Regions from separate parts of the Mus musculus genome. Here region 2 is linked to region 1. A link is a contact called in public HiCAR-type data. All regions are on one chromosome and are shown on one strand. Each heading gives the region's core, a stretch centred on a gene start, on an enhancer-like site or on the middle of the called end of the contact. The rest is flanking DNA. Distances are from core to core; before and after follow the strand shown.

Evidence for each region. HiCAR-type assays count read pairs that join an accessible place to other places.
Region 2: a contact with region 1 is called in a HiCAR-type map of astrocytes, with 5 times the contacts expected there. The contact joins two enhancer-like sites. A contact is called at or near these places in 6 of 39 promoter capture datasets (the HPC-7 cell line, cranial neural crest, frontonasal cranial neural crest and 3 more), 2 of 115 datasets of contacts at active chromatin or transcription factors (acute myeloid leukemia and astrocytes) and 2 of 9 other capture datasets (liver and macrophages).

The regions. Positions count from the first base shown.
Region 1 is chr6:65,762,652-65,768,242 of GRCm38.p6, reverse strand. No RefSeq gene overlaps it. Among named protein-coding and RNA genes, the nearest start is that of Prdm5, 14 kb to the left of the region's middle. Within about 2 kb of position 2,977, at least 82 of the 459 cell types and tissues checked have an H3K27ac peak or open chromatin away from gene starts, as enhancers often do. A contact at or near this core is called in astrocytes, where this site is marked.
Region 2 is chr6:66,396,610-66,402,200 of GRCm38.p6, reverse strand. No RefSeq gene overlaps it. Among named protein-coding and RNA genes, the nearest start is that of 2610300M13Rik, 67 kb to the left of the region's middle. Within about 2 kb of position 2,855, at least 44 of the 459 cell types and tissues checked have an H3K27ac peak or open chromatin away from gene starts, as enhancers often do. A contact at or near this core is called in astrocytes, where this site is marked.

The DNA.
Region 1 (5,591 bases), core at 1,728-4,227:
GATGTAAACAACCCAAATTGTTGGGGATTAGTTCTAATGCTTTGTCTTAATTCTGCTCCCAAAAGTCATGCTTCCGGATGCTGAGGGTTTCTGTCCCCAGCTGGCTTTGATTAGTAATAAAGAATTGTGGGACAGCCAATGGCTGAGAAGGGAGACGGAGGCGGGACTTTTACATTGCTCTTCAGGGAAAGGCCATGAGAACTAGCAAGGAGAAGGATGGCCAACATGTAGGATTCCAGGACAGTGGCTCTCGGAGCCATTCCTCTGATTGGGTCTAGGGTAGTAAAGATGAAATATAGATTTTAAAAGATGTTTACTCAGGAATACTGGACTGGAGTGTGTACTAGGCGCAGGGAAGTTTAGAAGTGTCCAACCAGCGCTGGTGGCACACGCCTTAATCCCAGCACTTGGGAGGCAGAGGCAGGAGGATTTCTGAGTTCGAGGCCAGCCTGGTCTACAAAGTGAGTTCCAGGACAGCCAGAGCTACACAGAGAAACTCTGTCTCGAAAAACAAAAACCAAACAAACAAAAAAGTGTCCAACCATTGAGCTAGTCAAGGCATACCAAAATTAGTTGGTGTGTGTGTGTGTGTGTGTGTGTGTGTGTGTGTGTGTTTCATTCTCGAATCCAGAGCTCTTGGGCACCTTGCAGCTGTCGACCCACTGGGAGCCAAAGCAGATTAACTAATTCACTGCAAACACCAAATATCTGTCAAATGTGTCAGCCTGAGTAGGTGTGTCAACCTGAGTAGGTCACTAAAGTCCAGTGGTTGGCGTTAGCCTTACACCCATGCATATAAGGGCAGAATTGGATTCAGTGATTTAAAAAACTAAACTAAACTGGGAGGGGAACCCAGTGGAAGTTCTGGGAAGGGGTCGGGAATGGATTTGATCAAAACACATTGTATAGGAATATGAAATCCTTAAGCAATGAAATAAAAATATATTTAAAGACAAAGTGATTACATAATATCATATGGTACAATATGTGACACACTACAGATGACAGCAGAACACAAATATACACGAACAACATTCTTAATGAATAAGGCAGTATGCACAAGGCTTGTATTGGTCTGCATCAGTTGGAGTCCTAGAGCTGAAAGGAAAAGTGGGCGCATCCCCCATCCATAATCCAGAAGCAAGTTCAAATTGATAGCCAATGTAAATTAAAATTTAGTTCTCTCCAAGGGAGTCCCACTGGTGAAACCAACTACTTTTATGTATAGGCTGAATGCCCATTAGTAAATAGCCAACAAAAAAATGAACTCAAAAGAGTCTTCGACGGTTCCCTGTTTGTTTCATAACAGCATGCCAGGACTCTTTTTCTTTTCTTTTTTCTTATTATTTTTAAAATTTTTATTTATATATCTTCTTTCCTTTTACCGTATATATGAATGTATGATTTTCCAATGTATGAGATTCCTAAGTGTGTGCCTTCTCTTTTTTTTTTTTCTTTTTTTTTTAAGATTTATTTATTTATATGTAAGTACACTGTAGCTGTCTTCAGACACTCCAGAAGAGGGAGTCAGATCTCGTTACGGATGGTTGTGAGCCACCATGTGGTTGCTGGGATTTGAACTCCGGACCTTCGGAAGAGCAGTCAGGTGCTCTTACCCACTGAGCCATCTCACCAGCCCTTTTTTCCTTTTTAAAATACAATTCTAATGTGTTAGTTTTTGTTTCATTTTATTTTTTACTATTCCATAGAAGTCTATTTGTCCTAATGAGAGACACAAAAGCAGTGTGCCTGGATGGGAAGGTAGGTGGGAGAAGCTGGGAGGAGTAGAGACAGGGGAAACCAAGATAGATTATTCAAGAAAAAAAATCCATTTTTCAATGGGGGGAGTATAATAAAAATAGTAATAGTAATAATAATAATATGTTGACATAGAAAGAATTCTTAGTGCATATGAGATAAATGGTTAGTGATGCATTGCGGGGCCGTGGGTGTGGTGGAAAGAGGGGAGTGGGAGAGAAGATGAATCCTGCCAGAGTTCCGGTGCTCTGGGCGGGCAGGCGGACAAGGAAGGACTGCACAGGCTTTCCACACGGCCCAGGATGGGCATCTTGCTGTGTTAAGCCACTGACCCCACACGGAGGGTGGTGGACAAGGGGCAGCCCCAGGTACAAGGTCCTCAGCCTCCAGCATCCCATACTGGATAGGGCAGAGGAGCTGAGAACAGAATAGAGGCCCTGGAGGATGAAAGGAGGAGAGGGCGGGGGAGAGGCAGCTCTGGATGATTCCCACACAGGCAAGAGTCCTTGGTCAGGTCTGTGGCTGGAGCACAGGATGACCTTCTTGCGGGAGATTAGACTCGGCTCTTTAGGAGAAAGCCTATCCCATCGCTCAAGCATGGCAGGCCTTGATGATCAGAAACAGTCTATGGTTTTTAGAGCTCTATTGTAGAAAGGCAAGGTATACTTGCACAATGCAAAACTTCCTTGCTGTCACGCGGTGATTCTGGTCAGACCTCCCCCCAACCCCCACCCCAAATTTGCTGTAACAATTGTAGCTAAAATCCTGTCCTTCTAACAGAAAGTGGGGCATCCTCTTTAAAATGATTCCTTCTAGCAAAGAAGGCAAAAGTATGTTTTTCTAGAACTCTCCTGAAGACAGCTGTACTAATGCTCTGGCTCCCACGGCAAGGGTTATCCTTCAGAATCCTCTTGTTTAGCAAAGTGAACTGTTCCTAAGAGCTAAGGTTATGGGGTTTACCCCAGGTTGTTGTATACTGTCTTTGTTTGGTCTCTTTTGAGAACACTAAAAGCCAAACGTCAAAGCTATCTTAAGTGTCTGGAGTCTCTTTGCTCTTGAAGATCTCTCTTGTCTGGCGCAGTGAGGGCTCAAGCTGCTCTCAACTCAGACTGCGCACTGACCTTCCTCCTTGCCAACTCGTGTTTCTCTTATGCTAATTAAGCAGCAGTTGTGTGAGTCCTTCAAGGCTTCTCTCTGCTCTGCTTCCTGCCTCCCTTCCCCTTTTATTTCCCTTTGAAAGGACTCTCTCTGTGTCAGATGCACCTCTTTCCTGACCACGGAGTCATAAATCAAGACTTTTACTTTCAGAATCTTTGTCTGAGTCTGTAAGGTGCCGGTTCTGGCCTTTATCCCTTTAAGGAACGTGGGTACGGAGCCAAGAGCCATTGTTCAGTGGCTAAAAAACAGCCCCAATCACCAGTTCCGCAGAAGCTCAACTGCTGGACTTTTAACAATTTACAGATGGCCAAATGGCTGATCAAATGTTGATATCCCACCCATGTAGACGGCAAGTAGGACAAGCTGACGTCTCAGAATTTGGGTGTGTTATGGTTGGCTTTTTAATTCAAGCTAGGGGTGCTGGCATAAATCTGCTATCCCAATTCTCAGAAGAGAGGCAGGGTGATTAGGAGTTCAAAGCCACTCTCTGCAACATACAGCATTTGATGCTACTCTAGGCTATAATGAGACCTATCTCTACCACCCATGTCAAAACAAAACAACAAAACCCAACTAAACTAAACCAAGGTTTTAAATGTAAATTTTAGTGCTATTTAATGTTAATTGCTTCTAAGCACTGCTTTTGTTTAGAAGAGCAGAGTTATTGTAGTTGGCATTCTGTAAGTACAGCCCAATTAAAACAGTAACAAATCCTTGTAAAAGCGCATCTGTCCTCTGACAGATCTACAGTCAGCAAAGATTCCTCTCCCATTCTGAAATCTGTTTGTTCACATCTTAACAGTTTCCTTTGCTGTGAGGCAGCGTTCATTTAGTGAAGCTTCATTTGTCAGTTCTTATGATTGTTCCTACATCCTGGAGACTTGTCCAGGAATTGTGTGTCTGTGCCTAGACCTTGAAGAATTTTCTTTACATTGTTTTTTGTTTGTTTGTTTGTTTTTAACAGTTTCAGACTTTCAGGTCTTACATTAAGATATTTTATTCATGGTCAAGAAATATGGCTCAGTGGATAAAAGTCCTTCCAGTAAGCTGGTGACCTAACTTCAATCCTCAGAAACCACCTGGTAGAAGGAGAGTACTCCTGAGGGATATCCTGTGACCTCCACACATGATCAGTCTCTCTCTCTCTCTCTCTCTCTCTCTCTCTCTCTCTCTCTCACACACACACACACACACACACACACACACACACACACACACACACACACACCACACACACTCACACACACATGTGCACACACAGAGATGCACAAAAAATAAATACATTAATAAAATATTTTTACTCAGTGATCCCTTTGGAGTTTGTACAGGGGACGAGACAGGAACCTAGTTTCATTCTACTTGTGTACCTCCAGTTTTCCAAGCATTCTTTTTAAAGGGGTTATCTTTTTCTCTGATGTATATTTTGGACAACCATGTCAAAAATCAGGTGGCTGGATCTGTCTGGATTACAGTTGAACACATTGGGAGGATAAACAAATGGTTCTGGGAAACTTCGCATTTTCTTCTCTATCGGTTTACACTTAAATAGAGGGCGAGAGTTGCATATATTACTAAGCAGTAGCAAATAGGGGCAGTACTGGTGGAAGTGCGGTCATACCCATCAGGATTGTCTCTGGGGAATCTTTCCTGAAACAGTTCCTCCTCAGGCTGGCAACTAGAAAAGCTCAAGGCTGAGATTCCTGAGGAAATTCCAATGGGAACCATGAGTTGAACAGCAGATAGACCAAGGAAGGGACACAAGTCGCTCTCCTTAGGATATCTTCACTTCTGTCCAAGTGATTACACTTTCACATTCTCAGTTATTGATCTCACTCTTGAGGTGAAATATACCTGTGTCTGAAATCAATATCATCAAAGGAATATAAAAAAGAACACAAGTAGAAGCCAATGTCAGAAGACATCTAGCTAGCACCATAGATAAGAAGCTTTTCTCAGCTGGGCGTGGTGGTGCACACCTTTAATCCCAGCACTTGGGAGGCAGAGGCAGGTGGATTTCTGAGTTCAAGGCCAGCCTGGTCTACAAAGTGAGTTCCAGGACAGCCAGGGCTATACAGAGAAACCCTGTCTTGAAAAACCAAAAAGAAGGAGGAGGAGGAGGAGGAGGAGGAGGAGGAGGAGGAGGAGGAGGAGGGGAAGAGGAGGCTGGTATTAGGGATTCCATTTTGTCTTGCTATAGAATATACTAGCCTCAAGCTTATGCTCCTCCTGCTTCGACCTTAAAGGCAATTTCTAGCATGCCCAATTGACTTGATTTTGTTTCTTACAAATTCTCTTCTTGCTGATGAGCATTAAGTTGCTGGCAACTGACCTTCTCTGTTCTGCATTGTTTCCCTTTTCTTGGATGATACCTGTCTCAATTGCTCTGATCCTTTCCCACACTGGGGGAGGAGTGGAATTAGCAATAGAAGCTAAGGCCTCAGAAGCAATAAAACTCTTTTGGTCAATTTTAATCAAAAAAGAATTTTAGAAGTAGTAGCTCTTAGGGAATATAAATGTGAGTTTTAGCTTACTGGTCCCCTGGGTAATATTCTGGCATCTCAAAAACATTGATCAGACTTTTTTTTGTCAGAAGTTATATTTCTGCAGAATGTTAGCAGGCAACAGTTATAAATCTTTAAAGGAAAGTAGACCATAAGGGCAAATACTCAAAACTA
Region 2 (5,591 bases), core at 1,606-4,105, 630 kb before region 1:
TCTGATTTTATACTCTGCCTTATTCTCCATATTCAGCAAGTGCTCCGTTCTGTGAAAACAAAAGATTCCTTCAGAGACTTACCCGGTGAGCTCAGAGGAAGTTAGTAGCTTACTGCCACTCCCCTGGGAAAGCCCAGTCTAGGTGATTCACAACCGTTGTTAATATAATAGTCATTTTACAGAGCGTAAAGCTTCATAGAGAGGGAGTAGATTTTTTTGTTTTGTTTTCTTAAATTGATGTTGTTTTTGTTTTTTAACCAAGAACAATCTTTCTGAATGTTTTTTTACCCAGGAAGAAAGCTCCAGCAAAAGTGAAACCCAACTCCTTTGCAAGCCTTGTGGTGGATCTGCAATAAGAGAAATAGGTTTTCCATTTTAAATAGCTTCACTGAATGTCTAATTCTTTCGTGGGCCTGCCTGGTAGTCTGTACTGTGGCCTTGAATCATTAACTGCAGCTTTTATGCGCTTGGGGTTTCTCTTCCATGCTCTTTTGGTCTCCTTCCCTGGCTTCTATTTTTAACTGGGGGCTGTCTGTTCTGTGCAGAGACATGGCCAGTAATGATGCTCTGTGGCTCAAGTCAAAGAATTTTGTCTGAATCCCACAAACGGCAACAATTCCCAGCACACACCAGATATAGCAGAGGATGGGGCAAGCGAACGTGACATCAAAGAAAGCTGGGTGACTAAAGACACCACTAGAAAGACCAGTGCTGCCTTTCAATAAAGAAAGAAATTGCAAGGGTTTTGAATGCTAAAGTATAGACACTTTGAAAGGGAGAGAAACAAACACAAAGTAGACAAACTGAATCAAAGTATTTATCTTTAAACCATACAAATCATGGTAGTTAAATTAGGTCAGTCTGGGTACAAAACACTACAGAATGCAGGCTGTAACTAATTTCAAAAGAAACAGAAAAGTTCCAAAAAGAAAACAGGGTGACAGGTCCTTTCTCTCTTTCTCTCTTTCTCTCTCTCTTTTCTTTCTCTCTCTCTTTTCTTTCTTTCTCTCTCTCTCTCTCTCTCTCTCTTTCTTTCTTTCTTTCTTTCTTTCTTTCTTTCTTTCTTCCTTTCTTCCTCTCTTTCTCTCTTTCTTTCTCTCTTTCTCTTTCTCTCTTTCTCTCTCTCTTCCTTCCTTCCTTCCTTCCTTCCTTCCTTCCTTCTTTATTAAGCAATCAAGGCAGCCCAGCATCAAAAACTGGACACAAAACAGGAAATGTGACTGATTACAATATATGCTTTCCACACCTATATGCTATTCAGGACTATTTAAAGCACACAGGAAAAGATTATTTGCTCTTTTTGAGATGCAAAAACACCCATATGTATGGTTTGCCATTTGGAGGACACCAATGTAAAAACAGTCTTTAAATAGATCTTAGTCCTCATCCTTTACTTGCATATTTTATGAGCCAGTCACCTACTTTCCCTCAAGTGTTTAGCATAAGCATTGAGAATGTTGAACAAAGGGGCTACTCCTTACTGCAGTATATTGCTGATACCTACTCAGATAGCTTTGTGACATAACTCCCAACGTTTACTGCAGAGGTAAGTATGCCAAATCATAAAGGAACATTAATAGACATCAAGAGGAAATAAAGGAATGTAGCCTTCATTTTTAGCAGAACATTTAAAATCTTGCAGTTCCTTTCCTTTAAAGAATTAGTGCAAGTTGATTATCATTAATTTAATTCTTTTAAACCAGAAAAATGACTATCGAACAATTACAAGGACAACCAAAAGCAAGAAAATTGATCATTAAAATTTAAATATATGTCGCAGCATTTTCACCTAATTAATTTTGTTTCTGCTTATACTTTCCTAAGGAGATTCTTGTTAAGAATAACATTCAACAGTAGAGAGAAGTAGATGTGGTTGAGGAGCTGAGTAAATGCCTATATTATATATACTCACTCTCTTTTCTACATCTTGACTCAAGTTTGTTTTCATCTTCTATGATACATACCTGCCTCCTAACTGTATAAGGTTCTTCTCTTCTAGAATCTTGGTTTCTGCAGGGCATGATAATATAGGTGCAAAAATATGATTTATACCCTATGAAAATGTATTTTCACTTTCTTGATGTGTTTAAATACCACATTTAGTATTTCTTCATCTAGAAAAGATTGGAGATCTGTTTTGAAACTTTATTCCATGATGCTGTCTATGAAACAGACCTAGAGATGTCATTGTTACCCTTAGAAATGATTGGTAGATACACGTTAGCAAAATCTAGATAAGGGTAGCCTAGGTAGTGAATAAGCCATGTTAAATTCTATTGTAATTGCCTTTAGCACCATTATAAAATAGTTTAACTCTTCATCCCATCCATGTACCAAGAGGAAGCACTGTGAAGGATGGAGAAACATATATGGCAATATTTATTTTTCTATGTTGTGCCAATGGTGAACGCTCCTTTTCTTCAACAGGGTCAACCTCCCATGGGGTGATAAAAGAAAGCTCACTGTTGCTCCTCTGGAGTAATCTTTCCAACACCCAGAAATTTTAGCTGAATTTGTTGTGTCTACTGGCACTGGCAGAAATGCCAGTGACCCTCTTAGCAGGAGGCAGTTGCTCCCTTCCCATCAGTCCCACACAACATTGCATCCATCTCAAACAGCCATTAGACGTTTTACTGTGTGCTTACTTGCTCAATTTTGTTTTGCTGGGAAAGTAGCATAATAGAGGAAGTGCATCAAGGCAGAAAGGGGTAGATTTGCCAAAAGAAGAGGGAGGGCAAGCTAACGAAATAGATGTGGAAATTGAAAGAGATGGAATGTTTTAGAAAATGGGCAGAACAAAGGAGCTAATGTGACCCATGCCCCCAGTGAAGGCTGTGTCTGCAATAATGAGGTTCTGTTGTTGTGTATTCAGCCTTCTCAATGGAAGCGCCCAGGGTCCAGAATGGGGGTGGGTGGGCCAGTGTTGAAGGGGAACAATTTCCCGTAGCCAAGTCTATGACCTCAGACTGCCAAAGAACCATTGTGCAGAGCCACAGTTCCAAGTGCTGAAAACAAGAGACAGTTCCCTATACAAGGCAGGGCATGATGGAAAACTTTTTTCTTTTGAAAGACAATACAATGAAGTAAGCTTGTCATTTAATGTTTAAAGTTGATGTATACATCAAGACAGTAAGAAAACAGGTACAAGAGATCTCTAAGAGATGGGAGAAACTATGAGTCTCCATCCCACTGAAAGAGCTTGTTGGATTAAAAATTGTAGTACTAGATGAACGTTTTCTCTTAGTTTGGCTGGCGTTTCTTAACTGTGGCTGTCACCATGTCACCCACAGCAGCAGCAGGAAGTCTGTCCAGCCATCTCTTGATTCCCTTCACAGAGATGATAGACAGTTTTTTGGCTCCTGTAACTGTCAGCAGAGTTGATCACAGCTCCTACCAGAAGACCCAGTGAAATCTGGAGTTTTGCTCTGGAAGACCCACCACATCCTTACTTTGACATCTTGAGTCCCCGGAAATTTGATAATGAAAGTAGTATTGAAGAAAAGGTGGAGTGTTTCTTTAATTTGAAGATAATGCAGAGACCATAGTAAACAATCAGTTCAAGATGAAAGTTTTACTTACCACAAGTCCAGTTGCAAAGGAGCACGCAGACTTGTGGCCCAGAATTGCATTCAGGGTAGACAGCATTGCATGATTCTCTAGTGCATTTGTAAAATAGGTTAATTAAAAAGCCTTTGCTATACCAAGAGGCCTCTCTTCCAGGTGATGGCCGACTAGGCCATCTTCTGCTACATATGCAGTTAGAGATATGAGCTCTGGGGGTACTGGTTAGTTCATATGTTGTTCAACCTATAGGGTTGCAGACCCCTTCAGCTCCTTGGGTGCTTTCTCTAGCTAATAAAAATAAATAAAATTTAAAAAGCCTTTGCTACAAAAGAAAATAAAATCAACAGACAAACAAAAAACTGCAGTGCACTTCTTACTGAGATAGATGGACTCCTGTCTACCAGCCTCAGAAGTTACATTCATACAATTTCTTTTAAAGCTACCATACTCCAGATTTCTGTAGTTCTGGGTGACTTTAGTGTGATAGTCAAGAATAAGGACTCAACTACACAGTCTAGATGGAATTACTAGCTTTGTAACAATAAGGACTTGGCTCAATTGCTAGGATTATAATTTGACATGCCGTAAGTACTTAGTTGGTTTCTATGGAGATATAACTTAAAATCCAGTAACTTAAATAAGGATGTTTAGAGGTCTCATTTGCTATTTGGCTGTAATTCTTCATATTATTTACTAATCTTAAGTGGGGAAGCAATTTAAAGCCAGGGTTATGTTTTATTTTTCTCTTCATGTTTACCTCTTAACATGTTACCTGACACTTAGAAGTAGTAGTAGATGAACCTTTGCTGAGGGAACAAAGAACATAAAACTTGTTTTCTACTTGGATTTATATTTCAATGATGGGTATGCTTTGGAAAGAACCAACAGAGTTCTGGGAGTCTTTAGGCACAGTTTCAAAAAATAAACTTGGCTTGAAAGCTTCGAAAAACCTCAAATGAACCTTTCAACACACCAGCCACTGTGATCTCCTTTAATCTAACACACACTGTGTTCATTATTACATTATGTCCGAGTTTCTCGGAATGCTGATCTGGTGTGTAATCATTTCCCTTGCAGCTTTACCAGGCATGTGAAACGGAATGGCTGCAGTTTTCCATCATGACAGGCGTATGATACATTTGTTACTTGGATGGCCCTCAAAGAAGGAGAAGCTGGCGAAAGTGTCATACGTGGCTTCTCCGAATTTTTGTGGTCAAAAATGTGTATTTTTGTTTCCTCATAGTATTTGCTATTATTACTATCAGACTGTCCACACAGTAAATCTATATTTAACTCTACAATATATTGAAGGCAGTGGTTCACTACTTAGGACCAGGCTTGATTCTAGGAAGTTTTATTTTATATTGATTTCCTACGAAATCGTGCAGATACTTTTGAAGAAATTTTGTCTTGTAATGGATGTTGGACCCTTCTATCTAAAAACACTTTCCTGGGTTGTTAATAACATGGAAATCTATACCGTGCCATTTTCTGAATATTCATGTTCCCTCAAAAATTTAATGTTGATATTCTAGTCCCTGTGATGACAGTAATGGGAAGCTGGACCTTTAACAGGTGAGAGGCCTTATACGTGGATTATTGTACTTATAAATGAGAAGAATGAGGGACTATGAAACAATTCTGTGAGGGCACAGTGAAAAGAGACTGACTATGATTTAGGAAATGGGAACTCCTAAGATCCAGTCTGCGAGGAGTTGGTCTGGGAAGTCAGAATTGTGAGATTGCATTTTACTTGTGAGCTACCCATGGTACGGCATTGCCTTTTAGCAGCCTAAATGCCTCATTTCCACTTTGTTTGAAATTCACGTAAGGGGACCTTTAGATATCTACCCTATTTTAGCTCATGTTTTAAAGTCAATGTACTATTAATGTCTCCATTCTTACATTTAGTTATAGTTTATTTAATTTGTCATTGTACACAGTTGCATGTGTGCATGTACTAGACATGTAACTTTTTTTTTTTATCATGATAAAGACTTGAATTCTTCCTTGGTTTTATTTTTAGT